Linked DNA regions of Mus musculus: all the other regions are linked to region 1. A link is a contact called in public Hi-C, HiChIP or PLAC-seq and Micro-C data. All regions are on one chromosome and are shown on one strand. The core of a region is the stretch at or near the end of the contact, and the rest is flanking DNA. Distances in the headings are between cores, read along the strand shown. Region 1 holds the start of Asic2 (acid-sensing (proton-gated) ion channel 2). Region 2 holds the start of 1700071K01Rik (RIKEN cDNA 1700071K01 gene). Region 3 holds the start of Myo1d (myosin ID). Region 4 has its middle 61 kb from the start of 1700071K01Rik. Region 5 has its middle 87 kb from the start of 1700071K01Rik. Region 6 has its middle 120 kb from the start of 1700071K01Rik. Region 7 has its middle 19 kb from the start of Spaca3.

The links. Hi-C and Micro-C count contacts between places; a contact is called where the count stands out from the background. HiChIP or PLAC-seq counts read pairs in DNA pulled down with a chosen protein or histone mark.
Region 2: an H3K4me3 HiChIP or PLAC-seq map of forebrain shows a contact between it and region 1, with 8 times the contacts expected there. The contact joins the promoter of 1700071K01Rik here to the promoter of Asic2 in region 1. A contact is called at or near these places in 2 of 484 Hi-C or Micro-C datasets (cortical neurons and nephron progenitors), 12 of 115 datasets of contacts at active chromatin or transcription factors (SST interneurons, VIP interneurons, embryonic basal ganglia and 7 more) and 1 of 9 other capture datasets (embryonic stem cells).
Region 3: a contact with region 1 is called in a Micro-C map of embryonic stem cells, with 6 times the contacts expected there. The contact joins the promoter of Myo1d here to the promoter of Asic2 in region 1. A contact is called at or near these places in 3 of 484 Hi-C or Micro-C datasets (all in embryonic stem cells), 2 of 115 datasets of contacts at active chromatin or transcription factors (embryonic stem cells and forebrain) and 1 of 9 other capture datasets (embryonic stem cells).
Region 4: a contact with region 1 is called in a Hi-C map of cortical neurons, with 3 times the contacts expected there. The contact joins the enhancer-like site here to the promoter of Asic2 in region 1. A contact is called at or near these places in 6 of 484 Hi-C or Micro-C datasets (cerebral cortex, cortical neurons, forebrain and 2 more) and 9 of 115 datasets of contacts at active chromatin or transcription factors (SST interneurons, embryonic forebrain, embryonic hindbrain and 6 more).
Region 5: an H3K4me3 HiChIP or PLAC-seq map of forebrain shows a contact between it and region 1, with 5 times the contacts expected there. The contact joins the enhancer-like site here to the promoter of Asic2 in region 1. A contact is called at or near these places in 1 of 484 Hi-C or Micro-C datasets (uterus), 4 of 115 datasets of contacts at active chromatin or transcription factors (embryonic basal ganglia, embryonic forebrain, embryonic stem cells and 1 more) and 1 of 9 other capture datasets (adipose tissue).
Region 6: an H3K4me3 HiChIP or PLAC-seq map of forebrain shows a contact between it and region 1, with 7 times the contacts expected there. The contact joins the enhancer-like site here to the promoter of Asic2 in region 1. A contact is called at or near these places in 15 of 484 Hi-C or Micro-C datasets (cerebellum, cerebral cortex, embryonic stem cells and 2 more) and 9 of 115 datasets of contacts at active chromatin or transcription factors (embryonic forebrain, embryonic hindbrain, embryonic midbrain and 5 more).
Region 7: a Hi-C map of uterus shows a contact between it and region 1, with 4 times the contacts expected there. The contact joins the enhancer-like site here to the promoter of Asic2 in region 1. A contact is called at or near these places in 1 of 39 promoter capture datasets (embryonic stem cells), 3 of 484 Hi-C or Micro-C datasets (cerebellar granule neurons, cerebral cortex and uterus), 10 of 115 datasets of contacts at active chromatin or transcription factors (VIP interneurons, embryonic forebrain, embryonic hindbrain and 4 more) and 1 of 9 other capture datasets (embryonic stem cells).

The regions. Positions count from the first base shown.
Region 1 is chr11:81,151,415-81,154,367 of GRCm38.p6, forward strand. Asic2 (acid-sensing (proton-gated) ion channel 2) reads right to left here and starts at 1,489. Exons shown (of 10, transcript NM_007384.3): 1 at 344-1,489. The coding sequence starts at 1,051. Gm51910 (a long non-coding RNA gene) reads left to right here. Exons shown (of 3, transcript XR_003949744.1): 3 at 1-319.
Region 2 is chr11:81,572,015-81,574,967 of GRCm38.p6, forward strand. 1700071K01Rik (RIKEN cDNA 1700071K01 gene) reads right to left here and starts at 1,525. Exons shown (of 1, transcript NM_001033765.2): 1 at 488-1,525. The coding sequence starts at 1,459. The coding sequence ends at 644. It also overlaps a transcript of Asic2 not described here.
Region 3 is chr11:80,778,530-80,781,482 of GRCm38.p6, forward strand. It overlaps Myo1d (myosin ID), which reads right to left and starts at 1,496. Exons shown (of 22, transcript NM_177390.3): 1 at 1,169-1,496. The coding sequence starts at 1,263.
Region 4 is chr11:81,511,152-81,514,104 of GRCm38.p6, forward strand. It overlaps a transcript of Asic2 not described here. Among named protein-coding and RNA genes, the nearest start is that of 1700071K01Rik, 61 kb to the right of the region's middle. Within about 2 kb of position 1,435, at least 16 of the 459 cell types and tissues checked have an H3K27ac peak or open chromatin away from gene starts, as enhancers often do. A contact at or near this core is called in cortical neurons and ventral hippocampal neurons, where this site is marked.
Region 5 is chr11:81,485,343-81,488,295 of GRCm38.p6, forward strand. It overlaps a transcript of Asic2 not described here. Among named protein-coding and RNA genes, the nearest start is that of 1700071K01Rik, 87 kb to the right of the region's middle. Within about 2 kb of position 1,424, at least 10 of the 459 cell types and tissues checked have an H3K27ac peak or open chromatin away from gene starts, as enhancers often do. A contact at or near this core is called in forebrain, where this site is marked.
Region 6 is chr11:81,452,845-81,455,797 of GRCm38.p6, forward strand. It overlaps a transcript of Asic2 not described here. Among named protein-coding and RNA genes, the nearest start is that of 1700071K01Rik, 120 kb to the right of the region's middle. Within about 2 kb of position 1,442, at least 26 of the 459 cell types and tissues checked have an H3K27ac peak or open chromatin away from gene starts, as enhancers often do.
Region 7 is chr11:80,876,070-80,879,022 of GRCm38.p6, forward strand. No RefSeq gene overlaps it. Among named protein-coding and RNA genes, the nearest start is that of Spaca3, 19 kb to the left of the region's middle. Within about 2 kb of position 1,417, at least 67 of the 459 cell types and tissues checked have an H3K27ac peak or open chromatin away from gene starts, as enhancers often do. A contact at or near this core is called in VIP interneurons, cerebellar granule neurons, cerebral cortex and 2 more, where this site is marked.

The sequences.
Region 1 (2,953 bases), core at 239-2,738:
CCCGTGAACCTCGGGTGTGTGTGTGGGTCACTATTTAGAGAAGGGACCACAGAGAGTAGAAGGAGGAGTTTGAGAGCTGACACCGGAAGGAACTGTACAAGGAGACGCTAACAGCATTAAGATGACTTCCTAGACAGAGCCAAGCCCAAGTTTCCCACCACCTGAAGACTCAGGGGATTCGAGAGTGGCTTCTTCCTGGGCACTGAGGAGAGGTGACACCCAGTCAGGAAGTAGTGACACTCACAGGGGCCTGGTGTCCAGTCCCTGGGGCCCACCTAAGAGCCTCAGGACTCCTGGGAAGCGCGGGGTCAGAAAGGGCGGGTTCGCGCGGAGGGCAACTCACTGAGGAGAAGTTGTGCGGGCCACAGAGCTCGCCCCGGTACTTGCAGGAGAGCAGCATGTCCTCCAGCTGGTGGCCCAGACGGTCCATGAAGGCAGCGCTGATGCCCTCGAAGTGGCGCGGCGGCAGGAAGAGGCGGAAGTCGGCCAGCTTGCGGAACCACTGTCTGCGCGGCTCGTCGCCCCGCAGCAGCTCGCTGACCAGCGGGCGCGCGGTGCGGTTGGGCAGCAGCAGTCCTAGCCAGTGGCCCGCGTAGTAGAGGTCCCCCTTGGAGAGGCGCGGGAAGCGCAGGGGGTTGTTGTTGCACACGGTGACAGCGGGGAACGGCAGCTGGCGGCTCCACTCGCGGTGCACTCGCGTGTGTGACGGGAAACTGAGCCAGTAGAGCAGGCGGTTCGAGGACCAGGACAACAGCAAGCCAAGGGACGTGCAGAAGGCCAGCACCCACAGCGCCCGCCGCTGGAAAGAGCCTCCCGCCGCCGTGCGCCCCGCGCACATGTGCCGCAGCCCGTGCAATTTAGTGCGACTCAGGGACGGCCGCCCCCTGCGGGCGACCCCTGGCCCCTGCAGCTCCCGATCGCCGCTCCGGTCGCCCCCGGGCTGCCTAGCTGCCGCCACCGCCGCGGGCGCCGGCTGCTCGCGGGCCATACGGAAGCGTCCCGGGCCGCTGAGCGCGGTCGCCGGCAGCCGGGCTCCGCCGCTCCGGCTCATTCATTCAGCCCGAGGCTGGCGACAGCGGCGGCGGCCCCGGCCGGGCGGAGCCGCCATGGGAGTCCGCAGCAGCAGTGGGAGCAGCAGCAGCCGCGCGCAGCTTGTGCCAGGGAAGCCTGCTCCCGACAGGAGCTCCGGTGGCGCGGCATGCCCTCCCGGCGTCGCCGCCGCCGCCTCCGCGGGCGCTCGCCCGGGACTGAGTGCCGCCTCGGCCCGCCGCCCCTAGCTCTGGCCTCTCCTAACTACCCCCCACCCCCAGGCTCTGCTGGCCCCGAGTCTTCCAGAAGGACGAGAGTCACTGGGCACTACCTCCGGAGGGGCCCCATTGGGAGCCGCCTCTCCAATCCCTGGGCTCTGTGCCCGCCGACCTATCCTGGTCCTGGACCTCGGGGGACCCTGAGATGAGTCCCCCCTGCACGGACTAACCCCAGTTTTTACGCTGATCCTGAGAGAGAGACCACTGGGCCACCATGCCTGGTTTGGCCAGTCCCGGGGACCCCACTAGTCTGGCCCTTAGCCCAGTGGTGCTGGGACATGCGAGGGAAGGCGCCAAGGAACGAGCGCCCCCAGAGGCACTCCGCGGCTCCAGGCTCGGCGGGTGGGGTGGGTGTGTACTGGGGTGAGTGGTCGCCGAGTGGCGACTTGCACCTTCCCTTTCCTCCAGGACCCTTCTTTCTCACGGCTGCCGGAGCTGCTTTCTGCTGAGACGCTCCCAGGCTTCCCCAAGTCCTGAGTCCCGCGGGGTGTCTACTGTCGTCTGGGGCGGGGGCTTCTCAAGGCGTCCTGCGGAAAGCTGCTCGCTGCTGGGCCCCTCCAAGGTTGCTGGTGCTGGGAAACTATCGCTTTTCCTCTCGGCACGGATCGTCTTTAGAAAAACCCGGCTATGCTGTTCCTTGCCTCTTATTCTCTCTGGGAGACGGGAGCTGGGAACTGCGGAGCCCAAGCAACACCTCCTGAGGCTGATCCGGACTCGCTGCTCATCGAAGCTCGCAGCTCCGGTGGGCCCGTCTCCTCTCAAGACTCCAAGTCCACGATGGCGGTGACAGTGGCGGCGGCTGCTCTCCTCTCTCGGTAGCCCGGCCCTCCTCGGGCCCCGGGCGAACTTGGGCAGCAGCCGCGCGAGGCTGGCGCGGCTGGCGCTGCTGGGCTCTGAGCACCTGCTACTGCGCTCGCTGGCCCCGCGGCTCCGGGCGGGCGGGGCGGCGGCGGCCGAGGCGAGCGCTGTGCGCTCCTGGAGACGCGGTTCTGACGCTCCCGGCTCCTCCTTGCTGCATTTTAATTCCTGGCCACTGTGGCCGCTGCACACCAAGCGGGAAGCCTCTTGTTGAAGTTGCAGGGGATGTTGGGGCGGGGGGGGGGGGTTGGGGGCAGCACAGATGTGGTCGGTTGTACCGGCTTGTGGAAGAGATGGAGAGTAGTAAGAATGCTGTGTTTATGTGCAAGCCGTGTGCAAAGAAATGTGAAGGGATGCCTGGGCGTGTGAAATGGGCTGGAGAGAGATGGGACTGTGCAGCGTGGGCACTTGAGCAAGTGTGAGTGCGGTGTCGTGCAGGGGTGTGTGTAGGATGTGAACTGTTTATATGTGAACCGGCGTTTGTGCCAAGTCTTCAATTCGTGAAGCTGCCTGTGGGTTGATGTGCTGCGGCTGCTGGATGTGTCATAAGTAGACGAGTGCCTGTGATGGGCTGTATGTTCTATGTGTGCACATCCTTGGCTGTGGGTATGAATGAGTATAGTTTCCGATTTGCATGTGTATGAATTTCTTTTAGGAAGGGCTATGTGACCAGTTACTGGGAAAACTTACAGGACTTGTGGCAGGATGGACTCAAGGGGACAGCTCCTCTCTTCTGCCTCTAGAAATTTATCAAGTGCCCCAACCCCTTTCTCTGGAGGTGTTAAGCC
Region 2 (2,953 bases), core at 275-2,774, 420 kb after region 1:
ACTTCCATTTCCCTTTCTTGTACCACCTTTTGCTTTTCCTAGACTTGATCACCTCGAGTTTCTGTTTGCCCTTTGTATAAATATCACCACAACCACAAACCAAATTCACTTCTGAGAAATGTAAAATCTATCTCAATGCATCAGACATAGGGACAATGAGGGGATCTACAATCTCTAGCTGCCTTCACCTTAGGAACATTCCATAACCTCCTTAGCTTTTTTGCTTAAGGGGCTGGGGATATAGTCCAATGGCAGAAGGCACTAAATGTGTGTGTGTGTATGTGTGTGTGTGTGTGTATCTATCTATCTATCTACACATATATGTATATATATATATACACATACATACATACACACTATATACATACACACACATACTTACACACAGTGTGTATGTATGTGTATATATATAGTGTGTGTATATATATATACATATATGTATAGATAGATAGATAGATAGATAGATAGATAGATAGATAGTGTGTGTGTGTGTCCTGAAGTGATTTTATTTTTATTTCCTTCACTTTAAGCCTATCATTAAATTTCACAGTGCTTTCCGGGGTGGGGTAGAAGGAAGGCATTGTTCAAAATGTTGGAGACTATGGGCTGATTGGCCGGAGAAGGTGAAGCAGGGGAGGCCTCACTAGGGAAGCTTGAGGGGCACAGTCTGCCCCACTGGCAGGTAGGTGACATTCTGAGAGCGGGAGAGTTGGTACGCAATGTCCTCAGCAGCCTCCAGCTTGCGCAGCTCGATCAGGCCATCGCCTGCTGTGGCCAGCGAGTTGGCGATCAGCTCTGCCGCCTTAGCGTCCCCCTCAGCAGAAATGATGGCTGCCACCTTCTGCTGCTCAGCCTTTTCCACCACAAATCTGGCTGTCTCCGCTTCCTGCTGAGCCACCTGTTTGGCTTCCACCGCCTCTGTGAACTCCTTCCCAAAGGTCAGATGTGTCAGGGACACGTCATCTAGGATGAGCCCAAATGTGGCTGCTCGCTCTGTGAGGTCATCGCTCACCTGCCTGGAGACCAGTTCTCGCTGGGTAATCAATTCTCCAGCATCGAAGCGAGCCACCACCGACTTGAGGATCTCTGAGGTGATAGATGGCAGCACCCGCTCATCATAGTCCTGGCCAATGTTGGTGTAGATATGAGGAAGCTGGCTGGCTACGGGCCGGAAGAGGATACGCAGTGTGATGTTGACGTTCTGCAAATCTTTGCTACCAGTGATGACTGGTATATTCCGTGGTTGAGAGCGACAGTCAAATATAACTGGTTTCTGTACCCAAGGGATGAGAAAGTGAGTCCCTTCCCCTACCACAATGTCCTGTACTCCATGGAATCGGTCAAAGATGACAGCTCTGTGCCCAGCATCCACGTTATATAAAGCAGAGCTCACCACGCCTCCTGCAACTGCTAGAGCCAAGCCGAACTTTCCGATGGACTCAAACACTTTGGCAGCCATGATTCCTTTTGTTGCATTCACTCACACCTGCCTTCACTCATCTTCACATGAATTCCCCTAAGGGCTTCTTAACATGCACAAAGCTCTGGGTTCAACCTTTAGCATCACAGAGGCAGGAATGACACGAGTACACGCATGTGCGAGCACGCGCGAGCGTGCGCGCGCGCGCGCGCGCGCACACACACACACACACACACACACACAGAGGCACACATGAAAGCAGAAATCAGGGTTTTTTGAGATGCTTTTATTATATATGTATATTTATTATATACTATATATGTTATACATATATAATGAAAACAAAGTATACTTTTATATATAATATATAAATAATTATATAAACACACATACACGTGCGCGCGCGTGTGTTTTGTGTGTGTGTGTGTGTGTGTGTGTGTGTGTGTGTGTGTGTGTGTGTATAAAATATCCCTTGGCTTCGTCTCTCTTTTTCTTCATTGTAGCATCTCATTAAATGAAGGTTCAATATCCCAGTCACCTCTGAAGAAAACGACCCATATTGTGGCATTCTTTTTATTTATTTACTGCCTTTGTCTTACCCATGCATAGAAATTTGGGCACAGTGCTTCCCTCCCCAGATTTCAAAGGCATTTCCCTAATGTTCTCTAGCTCGGGAGACAACTATTGTTGATAACCTCAGTGTCTTTGTGACCTCTCTCTCTCTCTCTCTCTCTCTCTCTCTCTGTGTGTGTGTGTGTGTGTGTGTGTGTGTGTGTGTGTGTGTGTGTGTATGTGGTTTTATGTTTCTCTCTGGTAGTTTTTGGTATTTTTAATTTTAGTTCACTATGAAATTTCATAATGATTTTATTTATTATGCTGGGCATAAATAGATCCCATAAGTCTGAAAATCTATACTATTCTGTTTTAGTTTTTTTTTTTTTCTGACTAGTGTTTTGATAAGATTCTCAGCTCTAGACTAGACTGGATTAGACTTTTCATCCTCTGAAGTACTTTCTAATTTATTCTCTTTTCCTGTTCTTTCCATTCTCTTATCATTTCATTTACTAACTTTAAAGATAGTTTTACACTTATTTGCTTTATTTTATGTGTATTAGAGTTTATCCCGTGGGTATTTGTACACCATATGTGTACCTGGTGCCTGAAGAAGTCAGGAGGAGAAGATCTTGGACCATCTAGAACTGGAGTTTTAGATAAGTGTGAGCATCTTTATGGATTCTGAGAGCCAAACCCAGGCTCTCTTCAAGAGCAAGTGTTCTTAACTGCTGAGCCAACTTTCCACTGCTGTGTTTGACTCTGTGTGTGTGTGTGTGTACGTGTCTGCATGTGTACCTGTGTGTGTGTATGCATGTGTGTACATGTGTGTGTGCATCTGTGCATGTGTGTGTTTGTAGAATTCTGTATTTTGACTCAGAATTTGCAAGAGAAATTTTGTTTTTTAAAAGAAAAAAAAAACAAACAATGTAATTCCTGTTTCATGGGTTGAATGTTTTTAAATATCTCTGAGAATGTAAA
Region 3 (2,953 bases), core at 246-2,745, 370 kb before region 1:
TTCACCCTAGCCATATTGCAGAACAGAACATATGAAATTATTTGTTTTGTTAATTTAAAAATTAAAACAGGTTTTTTTAAAAATTACAGAATTGTAGTTGACAGTAAAATTGAGGTAAATATCCAAACCTAATTATGATTTTCAGGTTTAAGTTTAAAAAGTGATATTTGGCTATAAAGTTTACAAGTAACAGACAGAGCAAAGCTTCCGGGAAAACACAAACAAACAAATAAACAAGTAAGCACACGCTTCAAGCTGAAACTCCGTTTCAGTTTTTTTTTAAAGTCAAAACACTTTAATACTCAGATTACATATTACTGTTTGAAAATGAAATAATTACGTATAGAAGACTTTCTAAAATAAGTTCCTCTTGGAAGCCCATTTTGGGGCATTGTGTTGTAACTAAATTCTCAAAGATGTCAGTAACACAAAGGCTCCATCCATACATAACTCCTTGAAAAAACTGAAACCATGGACGCCTTGTCAAATTCAGACAGTTTATCTTGGCACTGGCAAGTACAGCAGTCTCTTCGATGTCTGGAAACGGGTCTAATTACGTCGAATGAGTAACTAAAAAATAGCCCGTGTCCCGGAACAGACAGCTTAGGGTTCACTCCATAGCATCCTGAATGGTAGGATGGAACCACGCCAGAAAGAAAGAAAAGAGAAAAAAAAAAGAAGAAGAAGAAGAGGAAGGAAAGAAACGAGAAAAGAAAATCGAGCGTGAAAGCAGGAGATAGATGCCAGGCTCTTTTAAAACAACCTTCCAGTTTTCCTGGGGCTGCCAGGGCCATCACGCCGCTCCTAAGTTTTTCTTTTCCCTTACTTTTGTTCCATTAAGTCACCCGGTCCCGCCCACATCATTTACCTGGCTCAGGGCGGGCTGGTGCACCCCTAAGCGACCTCAAGCCCAGCATGCCCCTAATCAAGACACCACACAGGGACGACCCCAGACCCCTAAAGTGCAGTCCTAGACCTCATCACACCCTGGAGTCCCAAGGCCGCACCAAGGAAGAGTCCTCTCTCTGGGAGGCGTGACCACCCAGCGCCGCGGACCCCCTGTCACCCCGCCGCACTCACTCGCGGGAGCTGCTCGCCCCGGTCACCCCGAATCCTCAGCAGCGCCCCCTCTCGGGAAACCCCGGCATGGCTGTCGAGACGCGCTCACCTGAGCCTAAGGTTGGCCATGAACTCGGGCATGGAGACGGTGTCCATCAGCACGAAGTCCGCCTTGCCGAACTCAAGGCTCTCCTGCTCCGCCATGGCGCCGGCTCAGGTGGGAGCGCTCGGGTTGGGGCGGGGGTGCTCGGCACCTTTGGGCGGGGTCGGGCCGGAGAGAGAGAGAGAGCGAGAGAGACGGCCGCCACTCCTCAGAGCTCCAGCCGGCGCGGCTCTGAACGGGCGAGGCCGGCGGCTTCCGCTCCTCCCGCGGTGGCTGCGGGTTGTGTGGGGGCCGTGGTGGCGAGACGGAGACGGCGGCGGCTGGTCCCGCCTCTAGCCTGGGTCCCGCTGGGCCCCGCCCCGCCCCGCCCCGGCCGCTCGGGCTCCGCCCCGCCGATGAGCCCGCCCAACCCCGGCCCAGCCGCCTCCTCACCTGGGCGGCGCGCACGCGTGGGGCGGGGACGCGCTCTGGGCCAGCCGCGGCGGCTAAGCGGCAGCGCCCCCTAAAGACAGGCACGGGCATCTAGCGTGGCGGGGAGCCGTGTGGACCTGACTCTGGGTAGAATAGGCCTTGTTGCCTTCTTCAACCCCTGCCTAGTAGATGCCAACAAACTTACAAATTTACAAACTTATAACTTGAGCGGCTTTGGCGCGAATTATCCATTATGATTCCCTCACATTCTTCTGTGCTCATGTGCCATCCATCCTTGAAATGGTGGCTGAATAGTTATGGCAATGGTAGAGAATACTTCCAGGTCACCGAAATGTTTAGAGCTGTTCTAAGTGCTTTAGCAAACTTAAGTAACTTGTCACACTGCTAGGAAGTGGAGGAGCTGCGACTTCGTGGAGGTCATCTGATTTACGAACCCCAGCATTCAGCCACATGGCTTACTCTTCATTTCCAGTGGTCCATTTTTTTCCACTCATGTGAGCATGTCATCAGACTAGTACCTTATACTAGTAATTTTTTAAAAAATGTATGAATCATCTCCTCGGGATGATTGCAGCTTCTAGCATAGAGGACCATGTCCTAAACTTTTTTTTTATATCCCCCACCTCCACTCTCTACACATTCCAAGAAGCTTATAGTAGTAGTTTGTATTATAAATAAGAAATCCATGAAATTAGTTCCATAGATTGTAATGAGTTATGATCTCCAATTTCAAGACACACTGGGTGTTCTTAAAATGGTTTTTGTTGGGGGGAGGGGTGTTGCTGGAGAGATGGCTCAGTGGCTAAAAGCACTTGCTGTTCTTACAGAGGACCAGAGTTAATTTCCCAGCATCCACAACAATAGCTTTGCCTGTAACTCCAGTTCAAGGAGATGAGACACCCTCTTCATACCTCTGAGGGTACCAGGCAGGAACATATATACATGCAGGGACTCACACAGTCACATAAAATAAAGGTGAATAAATATTTTTTTTTTAAACTTTTCTTTCAGGGGCTGGTGAGATGGCTCAGCGGGTAAGAGCACTGACTACTCTTCCCAAGGTCCTGAGTTCAAATCCCAGCAACAACGTGGTGGCTCACAACCACCCATAATGAGATCTGACACCCTCTTCTGGTGCATCTGAAATCAGCTATAGTGTACTTATGAATAATAATGAATGAATCTTTGGGCTGGAGAGAGCAGGGACTGAGCAAGTGAGGCCTACCAGAGTGAGCAGTGTTGACTGGAGCGAGCAGAAGTCCTAAAAATTCAATTCCCAACAACCACATGAAGGTTCACAACCATCTGTACAGCTACAGTGTACTCACATACATAAAATAAATAAATAAATTTTTTTTT
Region 4 (2,953 bases), core at 185-2,684, 360 kb after region 1:
AATACAATCAGCACTAAAAGTATCATCAGGTGAAATAAAAAAAAAAAACAAAATATTATTATTTATGGTTGCTAAAACCCGAAGTGTTTATAGTCCAAATATGCACTGAGTCTGTATGTTTTCAATGACATATTTTTATAAAAATGAAGCAAACATCTTACTAAATGGGGATATGTAGCCATGTTCACAGATTGATGGATTAAGCATATCAGTTTTTCACTCTAATTGATTTCTTTGAGATTACTGCAATTCCTAGTAAAACCCAAGAAAGATTTTTATAGATAAGGATAAATTATTCTAAAATAGGCACAGCAACTAGTGCAGTTTAAACAGCTTCAAGATAGTGAATTAAGCGGTAGGAATCAGTCTGCGTGACTAGTTGGTGGACAGCAGGGTCGTAGGTGTAGCTACTGAAAAAGAGAGCAGGGATCCGGGAGATGGTGGTGTGTGTGCCTCCTGTGGGGATGCAATGTCTCCCCCTGCAGTGCTGTGATGTGTGCTTCCTGCAGGGATGTCTTGGTCACAGTACAACCTTGAAAGACATTACTAAGAGGGAATGAGACATACAGGATCTGTCTTTTTTTTTTTTAACAGCTGTATATAAATCTGAAAGTGTCTCAAAAATTTAAAAACCCTCTAGATCTAATAAAAATTTTATAGAACTTCGAGCATGTGTATGCACACACACACACACACACACACACACATACACAGAGTGGGTGACATTTGAGTAAAGTCTATAATCAAGTTAATTGTATTGGTTAAGTTAAGTGCATTGTGCTGATGTCAATTTCCTGCTCTTGATAATATAACACATTGTGTAAAATGATTCGAGAAGCTGAGTGATAAGTATATGGGACTACTCTGTTAATTTTTGCAACTTCTTGTGAGTCTATAATTATTTCAAAAAAATTTTAAAGTTTTTTTTTTTTTTTTGTACTGAGAACAGAAAGGAAAGCATTTATTATCAGGCAGAGTGTGAAATTCCCACCCCAAGAGTTCCCTAAAAGCAGGTCTTGTAACTTTTCAGCAGATGTATTCTCCATATAGACCTCTGGGGTGGGTAGAGTGGTATTGTAACCTCAGGGGTCTTCCAGCTCAGCTCGCATGGAAATTGTGGGTGGGAGGCATCTGTCTTTCCTTCCTCTAGAGCCCAAACTGGTATAAGATGGAACTAGGACTCCAGGAGCCACAGGCTACTGCAGAGGGGAAGATGAAAGTATAAACCATATGCTTCAGTTATAGTCACGTCCATATTTGGGGTCTGGTTCTGCTCCTTCTTGCAAAGGGCTGCTTCGTGTCAGGAATTAGAAAAATAAAAGGGGCATGGCAAAAGAGTGGGTCCGAAGATACAGCCTCCGTTCTCCTGCACAGACCGTTCTGGGAACGGTGGTATTGTGAGGCAGATGGGGACACATCATTCTGGCAGGGCGTGGCAGAATTCCCAGAACAGTGTGCACGCACACGTGTGCATATGTGTTGTGCATGCGCAGGACTCATTAACTCATCCCATAATAGAAGGGCCTCATCTGCTTGTCCATCTGGGAAATGAGGAAGCTGCCAACCAACGTTCCTGTTACCCTAGGTCCAACTGGCTTCCAGCAGGAACTGGAATATGGGGTAGTGGGTCTATCTAGTATTTAGGTCTTAAAACAACAGGATCAGAAAGTAAAAAATGTGGAGGAAGGCAGAGGATGCTCTCAGGGTCTGATGTGAGGCAAGAAAGAAGAAAGGGATGTGTGGTCCTGCTGGAGTCTTTCTGGGAGTGCTGGCTGGGCAATGTAAGCAGAGTCTAGTACTCTGGGGTCCACTTTAAACTCCTGTACAGTTTCATTAGCCATAGTGAACACACTGAGGAGCAGTCATGTCATGGTGGGGTGTCAAGCTCCTAGTAGCCCCTTGGGTAGCTCCTCTCCTTTCCTCTAGCTTACAGTGGAGTGAGCAGGTTCAGAAAGGCTCCTGTCTGGTATGAAATTGGGCATATGAGGTAGAGTAGATCCCAGAACAACCCAGATCCAGAGCTCATGTTGTCAACCACAGCTTGAAAGTTTCTTTCTGCTACTTCCTTTCTTGCTGACACATGTAGAGAGATCTGGGGCCAGTCATCTGTCAGCTCTGGGGCTAATTCAAGGTGTGATGCTGATGGCTGGTGAATCTTCTCCCTGCCCTCAGGGAGACTGCCCCCTTGGCAGCCAGGGGAAATGCCATCCATGGAGAAAGGACATATGACTTCATAAATTCTCCCATGCATGCCTCCAGTGATGCCGTGCAGTGACTAGGAAGAGTAAGACCACATGCTGGGAGCTAGAACATAGACTGATAAGGCTGAAGGCGGTCAGAAGCTGGTGTCTAAGAGGCTGGGAATGGAGCCTTGTGATAGGGCTCCGTGGTGACTGTCTTGGTGTATATGAAGACCCATGTTTCATACCTAGCCCTGCAAACACCGAAACTCTAAAAGTAAGAACTAAATCCCAACCCTGCCAGTTCCTAGTCAGATATCCTTGGCAAGGGTTTATCTTGGTGGCCTTTCTGGAGTGGAAAAAGGAAAATAATACCTTTGGTTCCAGGGGGCTCAGCAAGTATAGAATGAAGGTGTTAGACTGCAAAAGACTTCAGGCCTTAAGCTTTATTTAGTGAATGAGACCCTTGCTATTATTATTCCTGGAGAGGGGGAAGCCAGAGGATTGAATGAGATGAAAAGTTCTCTAGCCTCTTCCCCTGCTTTGAGTCAGGGGGGAAAAAAAAGGCTTTCTAAATCCTGTGTTCTGCTTCAGCACTACCTAAGCAGTGTGACCTCCTGCTTAGGTGACCTCCTGCTTAGGTGTTTAGCACAGCCCTACCCAACTCTGGTGCCTCTCCTGTATCCCCCCCTCTTCATGGTGTTTGAGATAACCACATAAAATAATGTATAACACCCTAAAAACGTAAGGAGCTTGCCACATGTGAAGGAAAT
Region 5 (2,953 bases), core at 174-2,673, 330 kb after region 1:
ACATCAGGTAACTATTGGTTCTTCTACACTCTGATATTTAAGCTCCTTATAGGTGTAAAACTATGAAAGGGGGGTGAAAAAAGAGGGTATTTGTGGACATAGTATAATGATAAGCCTGTACAAAGTGACATATTGGAACCCAATTTGTATGCTATCTAGAATATTAATGAAAATGTATCAAAGAATCTTATGCAAGAGAGAAGTGACAAATCTTGTTTCAGAGTTATCTCTCTTTTTTTTAAAGATTTATTTATTATTTATGTGTAAGTATACTGTAGCTGTTTTCAGACACTTTTTTTCCTCTCTCCAGCACCTCTTCTCTCTCTCTGGCCCTGCTTACTCTGGCTCTGCTCGCTCCGGCCCAGAGATTGATTGATTGATTGATTGATTGATTGATTATAAGTAAGTACACTGTAGCTGTCTTCAGACACCCCAGAAGAGGGCGTTGGATCTCATTAAGGATGGTTGTGAGCCACCATGTGGTTGCTGGGATTTGAACTCAGGACCTTTGGAAAAGCAGTCAGTGCTCTTAACCACTAAGCCATCTCTCCAGCCCCAGATTTATCTCTTAAGAATGAAATTAAACCACATTGTTTAGTTATTTATTACGGCCTGGAACATGCAAATGTTTAATGTTTCTTTTCACCCTTCCAGAGTCTAGATCCATACACTGAGCATGCTGTGGACCTGAGCCAAATATCTGTAAGGCACCATCGTTCTTACGAATTCCAAAGGACAGGTAGTGGTGTCTATGAGAATCAAGGTTTCCCCTCCCCAAACTGAGAGTGAAGAGATACTACAGCCTCTGGAACTCCTCATCACCAATGCTGTAGGTGTGTATGTATGTGTATTTTAACTAATATGCTAATTTGATGCTGGAGGGCCAGTGCTTGGCAAGTGTTGGTTTCTGTATTCAGCCCCACAGGAAGTGGGGAGCTAATTTCTGCCTCAGAATCTCAGTTAGCCCACGGATTATAATTCCAGAAAGAGATCACCCAGAAGATGAGTCCAGATGTCAGATGTCAACCTTCTGTGCTTATCTAGCTGCCTGGAAGATATCTTATGACTGTAAAATCAAGGGACAACCCTGACTGAACATTCGGGGAAAGCACAGTTGGCTGGATCTGTCCGAGGTGCTGATCTCCCCCTTGAATGAAAATTCGCCTTCTCTTTGCCCAAGTCTCTGTCTGCACTGTTTTTTAAAATGTGTGTATTTTTCCCATTTTCTATATGTAGCCATTTGCATACTATTTCCTAGCTGCTTTTATTCCCCTCATATTCTAGTCCAGCTGGAGAAACTGAGGCTTGCTATCCAAGAGGGGTTTTCCAAGCTTTATAAAATTCTTGGCTGGGGCTAGAACCAGAGACTCCATCCCCCTCTCTCCCATCTGCTGCCCTTCTCTGCCTTCTCCCTCTGGCGTCAGACATAGAGCTTCTGCTTGCCTGCCTGCCTGCCTGTCTGACGCATTCTGCAGGCCCAGAACCACTTAGAAATAATTATTTAAAAAACAAATAAACTCTTCTCTCTGTGATCTTTACTCTTTTCACATCCACACAGAGCAGTGGCTATTTTTACTCACCCTAGCTCCTGGCAGGTCTCTTTGGAAAGTCACCATGACATTTCGTGAAGCCTGGCCTGGCATTCATCTAAAATATTTTTTCAAAAACATCCTGCTCTGGAGAAATGTCAACGTTTATGGTGCATCCACAGGGATGTTTCAGTAGAGGGAAAGATCCACTTAAGAAAGTCCTAGACTGACAAGGGGTGGATTTATAGACAGGTATACCTGAAAGCAGCAAAGCATTCTGAGACATGCCAGGGAACATGGTATTGAGCACCCTGTTCTAAATAAAGTCCCATGGCAACATTTGGTGTCCGGAGTGGGACTGGATCTGCTGAATGGACAAAAATCAATGGGTCCTTGGACCAAAGCAGAGGAGGTGTCTGGGTCAGTGAGTCCAGATGGTTTTGGACTTCAACAAGTTATATTTCCTCTTTATCTCTGTATAATGGTGGTAGGAATTCTGAGCCAAGTGCACACAGTACTTTTTCATGTTGTTGGAGAAGAAACATTGAAAGAGAAGTCTGTCATGGCAGTCCTGAATTTACTACTGAGTAGTCTAACGTTTGACAGCTTGTACCATCCCCAAGGCTTACCTTTAGAATGAAGTGGGCCATTTTATTCTACATGGTCCCTTCAAGGTTATATAACTTTCATGATATAAGACCAAACCCTGAACACTATGCTTTGTCATAAAGAAAAGGATTTGGAATCTTAGCTAAGGGGACCATTACATCTGTCCATCCATCCATCCATTCCTCAGTCTATTCATTCCACTACTGATTAAATCTAAAACTTATTTTCAAAGAGCATATCATGAAAAAGCATAGAGTTAGCTTTGATCATGGCTTCTAAAGAGTCCCGTCTACTGATATTTGCCCCTACTTTTATCCCCTTGGTCTAGGGGAACCCAACTCTATGATACAAAACAATCAGTCAGCTTGTGAAGAGTGACACATTAGGAATAACCTAAGTCAGCAGGACAGTGGTGGCACATGTCTTTATTCCCAGCACTTGGGAGGTAGAGGCAGTTGGATCTCCAAGTTCGAGGCCAGCCTGGTCTACAGAGGAGTTTCGGAATAGCCAGAGCAACACAGAGAAACCCTGTCTCAAAAAATCAAATCAAACCAAACCAAACCAAACCAAACCAAACCAAAACAAAACAAAACAAAACAAAACAAAACAAAACAAAACAAAGACCTAAGTCTTCACCAACCACAAACAAAAACCTGAGGTCCTCCACCTTTGAGAGTTAGTTTGAGCATATATCTTCCTGGTTCCTGGATTCAAATAACAAATTCCCTAGCCACCAGCCTGACTCTAACATCAAGAAACACCTTGTAAGGGAATCATCCACATAGGTAACTTCCATGAAATCCATGAGCTAACAG
Region 6 (2,953 bases), core at 192-2,691, 300 kb after region 1:
AAAATGGTAGCAAGGCATGAAAGGAAGGGTCATTCTGGAGTTGTTACCCTCCATCACCCCTCCTCCAAGCATGCATGGTCCACAGCTAGTGGGGAAGAACACAAAAGGGACTGATGAGGGGTCATTGCTGAGAGGTGGGTTTAGCCTATCTCAGAGCAGGTGTGAGGGTGACTTACTCTCAGCATTTCCCAGATTAACGGGTCACTGTGGTTCTTCAAGTCACAAGGTCTAGAGCTCACGGATCTTAGCACAAGCACCCCCCATCTCTGGATGACAGCCAGTAGGTGCAGAGTAGCTGTGCTGGCCACATAGTTGGGTGTGTGCAGCACAAGGAAGATCCTGGGCCCACGTGGCTGCAAATCAAGTACTTTTCCCAGAATCTCAAATAAGTCACAAGAAGAAGAAATAGGTATCCTGCCCCTGGGAAGCCTACCGCCCATGCAGAAAGCTTGACCATGCTATGGAGGTGTTTTCTTGATGGCTTCCTTTCTCTTCTACACTATACTTCCAGCAAAGACAGCCTAGAACCATCCTTTCCAGTGTCTGCTATTTTTTTGAGATGCCAAGATCTCTCTGCTTTCTGTTCTCATTTCCTTCTCTCCTAGTGGGGTCCTCCTAGCACACACTCAGCCCACACTCAGCACACACTCAGCACACACTCAGCACACACTCACACACTGAGCACACACTCAGCTTCAGCATCCCTCTCTGGCACCTCTGCATCCCATTTTTTCCACTTTGATGCCATCTGATCTCTGCATGGGGACCTCAAAAATTCATAGCCAAGTCAAACCATAGCTCACTTCAGAGAGAGTTGTCCCAGAGGCACTCAGAATCTAAGACCCTCTGTGACCTTCACCTCCTGCCCAGAGACCTCTCTTTGTCTCACCTCTTCCCACTTATCATTGCTCACAACATGGTGTCTTCTGTGCCAGTGCCTTTGCAAGTGCTGGTTCCTCTGCCTGTTCGTGGAATTCCTTTGACATTCTGCCATCACCCTAGCAGTAAGGGCTAACCCTGGATTTGTGAAACATCTGATAAATGCTACTCACTTACTACTGCCTTATGTTTCTCCTCAATGCTTTCTTCCCAGAGCCCACTCTTAAATCCTTGAAGTGCTCAGAGAGGAAGGCCAGAGTCTTGGCTTTGCAGAGAAAGATACTCTCTCCAAAGACAGGACAGGCGGTATGAACACAGCATGTAGAAATCCCTACAGCTTTCTTCCTGCTTCTGTATTTCCACACTTCTAAATGCCCCCTCCCCCCGTGTGCCCTGTTGTTCTCTGCCCTCCCTGCAGCAATGAAGTTACACTTGCCCATCAGTCTCTCTGGCTGGTTGTCATGACAACAGGGACACCATATATCCACAGGGGGCCCAGTCAGTGTGCACCTGGAGCCTGAGAGGAGGCAGCATTAGCAGCGGGTGGCTGTGGAGATGTAGGGAGTGTTTATATGAGGTTTCCCATGAATCTAGGAGCAGAAGGGAGTTGTCAGCCACTCTCCACTCCTCCCTCCCCAGGGTGATGAGCCTGACCCTGCCTCCAGGACACATCTGATTGAGCAGAGCATGGAAGACCCCTGATCCTAACACAAAGGCAGAATCAGGTGCAGAGGAGCCTACACAGTAGACAGCCAATGGCAGCCTTGAGGAGAGGCACTCTCTGGAGGTCACCACAGGCACCACTTCCTCCCTGTGCCTGGAAATTGGCAAATCTGATCAGATGAGGGGACTCTAGGAGAAAGGGCAAAGAAAAGGGAAGAAAAGAAGTATAGAGAAATTAGAGCAGATGAGGGGCCAGGCATATGTCTAAACCCAGAGGAGGACCTTAGTTCTCTGTGGGATTGTGCCCAATAAGAAAAATATGGAATTGGATTCTAGATCCTCCCCCTGCCCTTTCCACATGGGTTCCCCATTAAAGTACAAAGCTAACTGCTGTAAAAGATGAACTCAGTCATTTAACCCAGCAGAAATTATTACCCCATATTACATAAGCTCCATATGGCATTATTAAAGATGGAAGAGAGGCTAGAAGACCGTTTGTTTAGTAATCTGGGATGCTAAAAGGTCCACTGGCAGTAGACAGACAGGAGCAAGAAGGAAGGAAGGCCATAGGGACATTATTTTGTAGCCAGATCTAAAAGCGGCTTAAATCTCTCAGCTAGAAGAATGTGGTCACAAGACCCTACCTGGTTACAGGAGTTTCTAGGAAATGTAGCGCTGTGGCCAGGCCAGGCGGAGGAAGCCTGTTGGATCACTAGCTTCCAGTTTTCTGGAGGGAAGCCAGGCTCTGCAGGCTGAAGGCAGTGTCTGAGGAAGTGGCCAAAGACAGAAATGCCCATAGCCACAGAGGGAACCTAGTGGTTAATCAGGCAGAGCAAGATGGCCTGATTTCAAAACCTCTACTTGTTCTTCTCGTGAAGAGTTTCTCTCATAGGAGCTTCTATAGAGAGGAGGTGCTAGGACTTGTCTCTACACAGCCTTAGACCCTATCTAGTGGTACTCTTTTGAGAGATGGTGATAGATAAGTAGAGACGGTGCCTAGCTAGTTGAAGGGAGTGAGTCACTGGGGGTGCACCTGGAAAGACATGCCATGCCCACCTCACCTCTTGTCTCCTCTTGTCTCCGCTTGCCTCTCCTTTCCTTTCCTCTCCTCCCCTCTCCTCCCCTTCCCTCCCCTTTCCTCCTCTCTGGTTCCCTCCTCTCCTTTTTTCTCTTGAATTTTCTTCGCTACTCTCCCCTCCCTCCCTCTCCTTCCCTCTTGCTCCTCCCTTCCACTTCTTTCTTGTCATCTTCCCTTCTTTCCTACCATCTTCTCTCCTTTCTTCCCCTCCTAACCCTTCTCCTCTCTCCTTCCTCTCCTTTCTTTCTCCATCTTCCTTGATGCCTTAAGACAATCAGCACCCGTTGCATGTTTCTGACTCCTTACTGGTCCAGAGATAATAGAGTCAACTGA
Region 7 (2,953 bases), core at 167-2,666, 280 kb before region 1:
TTGATCAAATCCTATCTTTTTTTTCCCTTCTGCAAATTGAAAAAATGACTGTCATTGTGCCATTTAGGGAGAAGAAACATCAATCGCTCTTTGTGTGCTGGTGTGGGCTCTTTAGGAGATTAGTCAGCACTCTCTAGGGCATGGCCAGCATCAGTGGGGCCATGGAGGGTCACTGACTGGCAACCTAATGCCTGTCCCCATGGTTATGAACATCATTCCTGGGTGGGGTGGTGGGGAAGGATTCATCGTTTCCACTTTGTTCTAAAATGGGTTTGTGATCGAAACAAGATTAAAAATCAATATGTTACAGGAAACAAATAGTAATGAAGAAACCTTGGAAAAAGTCTCTTATGGACCTTTGTACTCTCTCTCTCATTCTCTCTCTCTCTGCATGTGTGCACGTGTGCATGTATGTGTGTATATATGTGTGTGCATGTATATGTGTTTTCTATGTGTGTGTATGTATGTGTGTACATGTATATGTGTGTACGTGTATATGTGTGTGTATGTATGTGTGTACGTGTATATGTGTGTGTATGTGTACACATGACTTCATTTTCCTCTATCATGTCTTTTCTTGGGTTTCCTTGACCTTGTCCAGTCCCCCTAAACTCTGCCTATTCTAACCTCCTGGACCCACCTTACACCTCTTTTCATGCCCCTTCAACTGGGACCCCAATCCATCTGTATACTTGTTAGTATTTCCACTCAGACTGTAAACTCCATGTGAGGGCAAATGCCTGGCACACAACAGTCGAGGGGATGAATAGTGGATCTGTGTTCTTCATATTTTGGCTATTTGCTTTTTATTTTTCTCCTGTTCCCTTCTCCACCTCTGCCAGGAAGCTTTCCTAATGCAATATGGGGACTGCCCCACTGTATGTGGGTCGGGGCTGGATGAACCCTCCTGCAGAAGGAATTCTTTGGCCTCTCTGAACCCCCTTTCTCCTCTGTAACCGGGAAGTTCAGTCACCGAGGCCTGAAGGAGCCCCTTGGCTGTACAATTCCAGGAATGGAAGACTCTGAGTCTGTGAAGGAAGAAAGTCTCCTGGCTTCCTTCTCCTTGGGTCCCTCTGTTCAAGTGGGCTGAGCCAAGCTTCCTGGAAGGGGCATGTCACCTGGCAAGCTCACCCCTGTGGGTGCTGGGCTCCCAGTGGCCACCTCTAGCTTACTAAGAGCCAGAGCCTCCAGTCCCATCAGTGCGTGTGGTGCTGGAAGCTACTCTCAAGGCACGTTCACAGTTAAAACATTCACAAAAATAGCTTCAAGCTGGAGAGAGGAAAATAAAATAACTCTGGCGTCTTTGCCAAAAACAACAAAGCAACAGCCTGTGCGCAGCCAGCTCAGTTGCTGGCAGAGCTCGGATGCTCGCAGAAGGACTTGGTTCTTTCGCTCCACTGACCACAGCAGCCTGCTGGACTGCCTGTGAGGCCTGGGGCCACTCATCAATCAGTTTATCCCAGCCTCCAAGGCCACTGAGCGTCACCTTGAGGTATGGCCACGTGACTGTTCTCAACTCCAAGCCTATGTGTCATCTTTGGTGATCGTTTAGCTTGTGACATGTGCCCGAGTGACCTCTGCACCCATGACCCCTCCCAATCATCACTCTAAAAAACGTCTGTATGAATACTTATTTGTAATGACGGCAAGAAAAACAGACCACCACTCTCTGGAAGTTAGACTATCTTCTGTTAACCATGGACTAATTGATACTGGTTATTAGTTTGTTCTTTTGTAGTGTGTGTGTGTGTGAACATTTAAACAGGCTAAGTACATAGACATACCCTAAGCTGAACAAAGCTGGAAACCCCAAATAGGAAGAAATACATAGATATGTGAGCCCCAAAGCTATACAAATGTGTCTAAACACTCTTTGGCCCATCACAAAAAATGAGTCCTATTTCTAATTTATCGCTCTTGGAAGGAAGCTAGAAATCTACTGAAGCAGTTCAAATATCATCTTCAGTTGTTAATTTTTAAAATGTCTGAAGTTGTCAAATTGGAAGAAAGCAGAGGCATCAGATAGGATCCTACATACACAAATAGACACTTCCCTTTGTCCCTGTCCCTGATGGGAGAGTCTGAGGTCAGCCTCCAGACCCCCCATCCTTCCACATTTGCTGGTCTTGCCACCAGTGGGACACTTTCCAGTTGGCTGAAGTGATGGGTGAGTTTATCTCATAGACGACTATGGCCTGGCCAAGTCTTGGGAGAAAGATCACTTTTGGCTCTTCTTGCTTTAAGTGAGTCAACGTTATAGATCTACAAATAGAGTTGTGAGCCCAGCAGCTAAGGAGTACATCTTAGCACAGTCATTCATTCTGTGGGTGATCCCAGGTCAGTCTCCCCTAACCCAAGTTGGGTCTGTTCATTTGGAAAACAAGAACATTAGGCCATGAGCTCCAGTAGGCAGAATAATCACCCATGAAAATACTTGCATCCTGATCCCTATGTGGCTCTACATAGGAAAGAGGCTTTGCAGATGTGCTGGAGGGGATAACCTTGTAATGGAGCAGATTGTCTGGACAACCTGGTGGGCCCATAGGAGCCTTTAAAGGGGAAGAGTAGGCGAGGTCAGGGCTGGAGGAAATGTGACTATGGAAGATTATGTGATATGAGAAGACTTAATCGTTCCAGCTATCTTGAAAGAAGTGGGAAGGGGTCAAGGTACCAGTCAAGGAACAGTGGTGGGTCTATAGTGGCTGGACAAGGTAAGGAAGTGGACCCTCCCCTGGAGTTTCCCGAGGGAAATGCAATCCTGCTGTCACCGTAGTGCAATGAAGCCCATGTGAGACCTTATAGAGCCGTAAGGTAATACAGTGTCTTAAACATTATACTACTAATGATTGACAGCTGCCACAATAGAAAATAACATCAGAAACCTTCCACCTAAGCCGTTCTGCTTTCTTAAGAACTGTTAACAGTTTGGGCAACCCCTGTAGAGAGTTTGGCT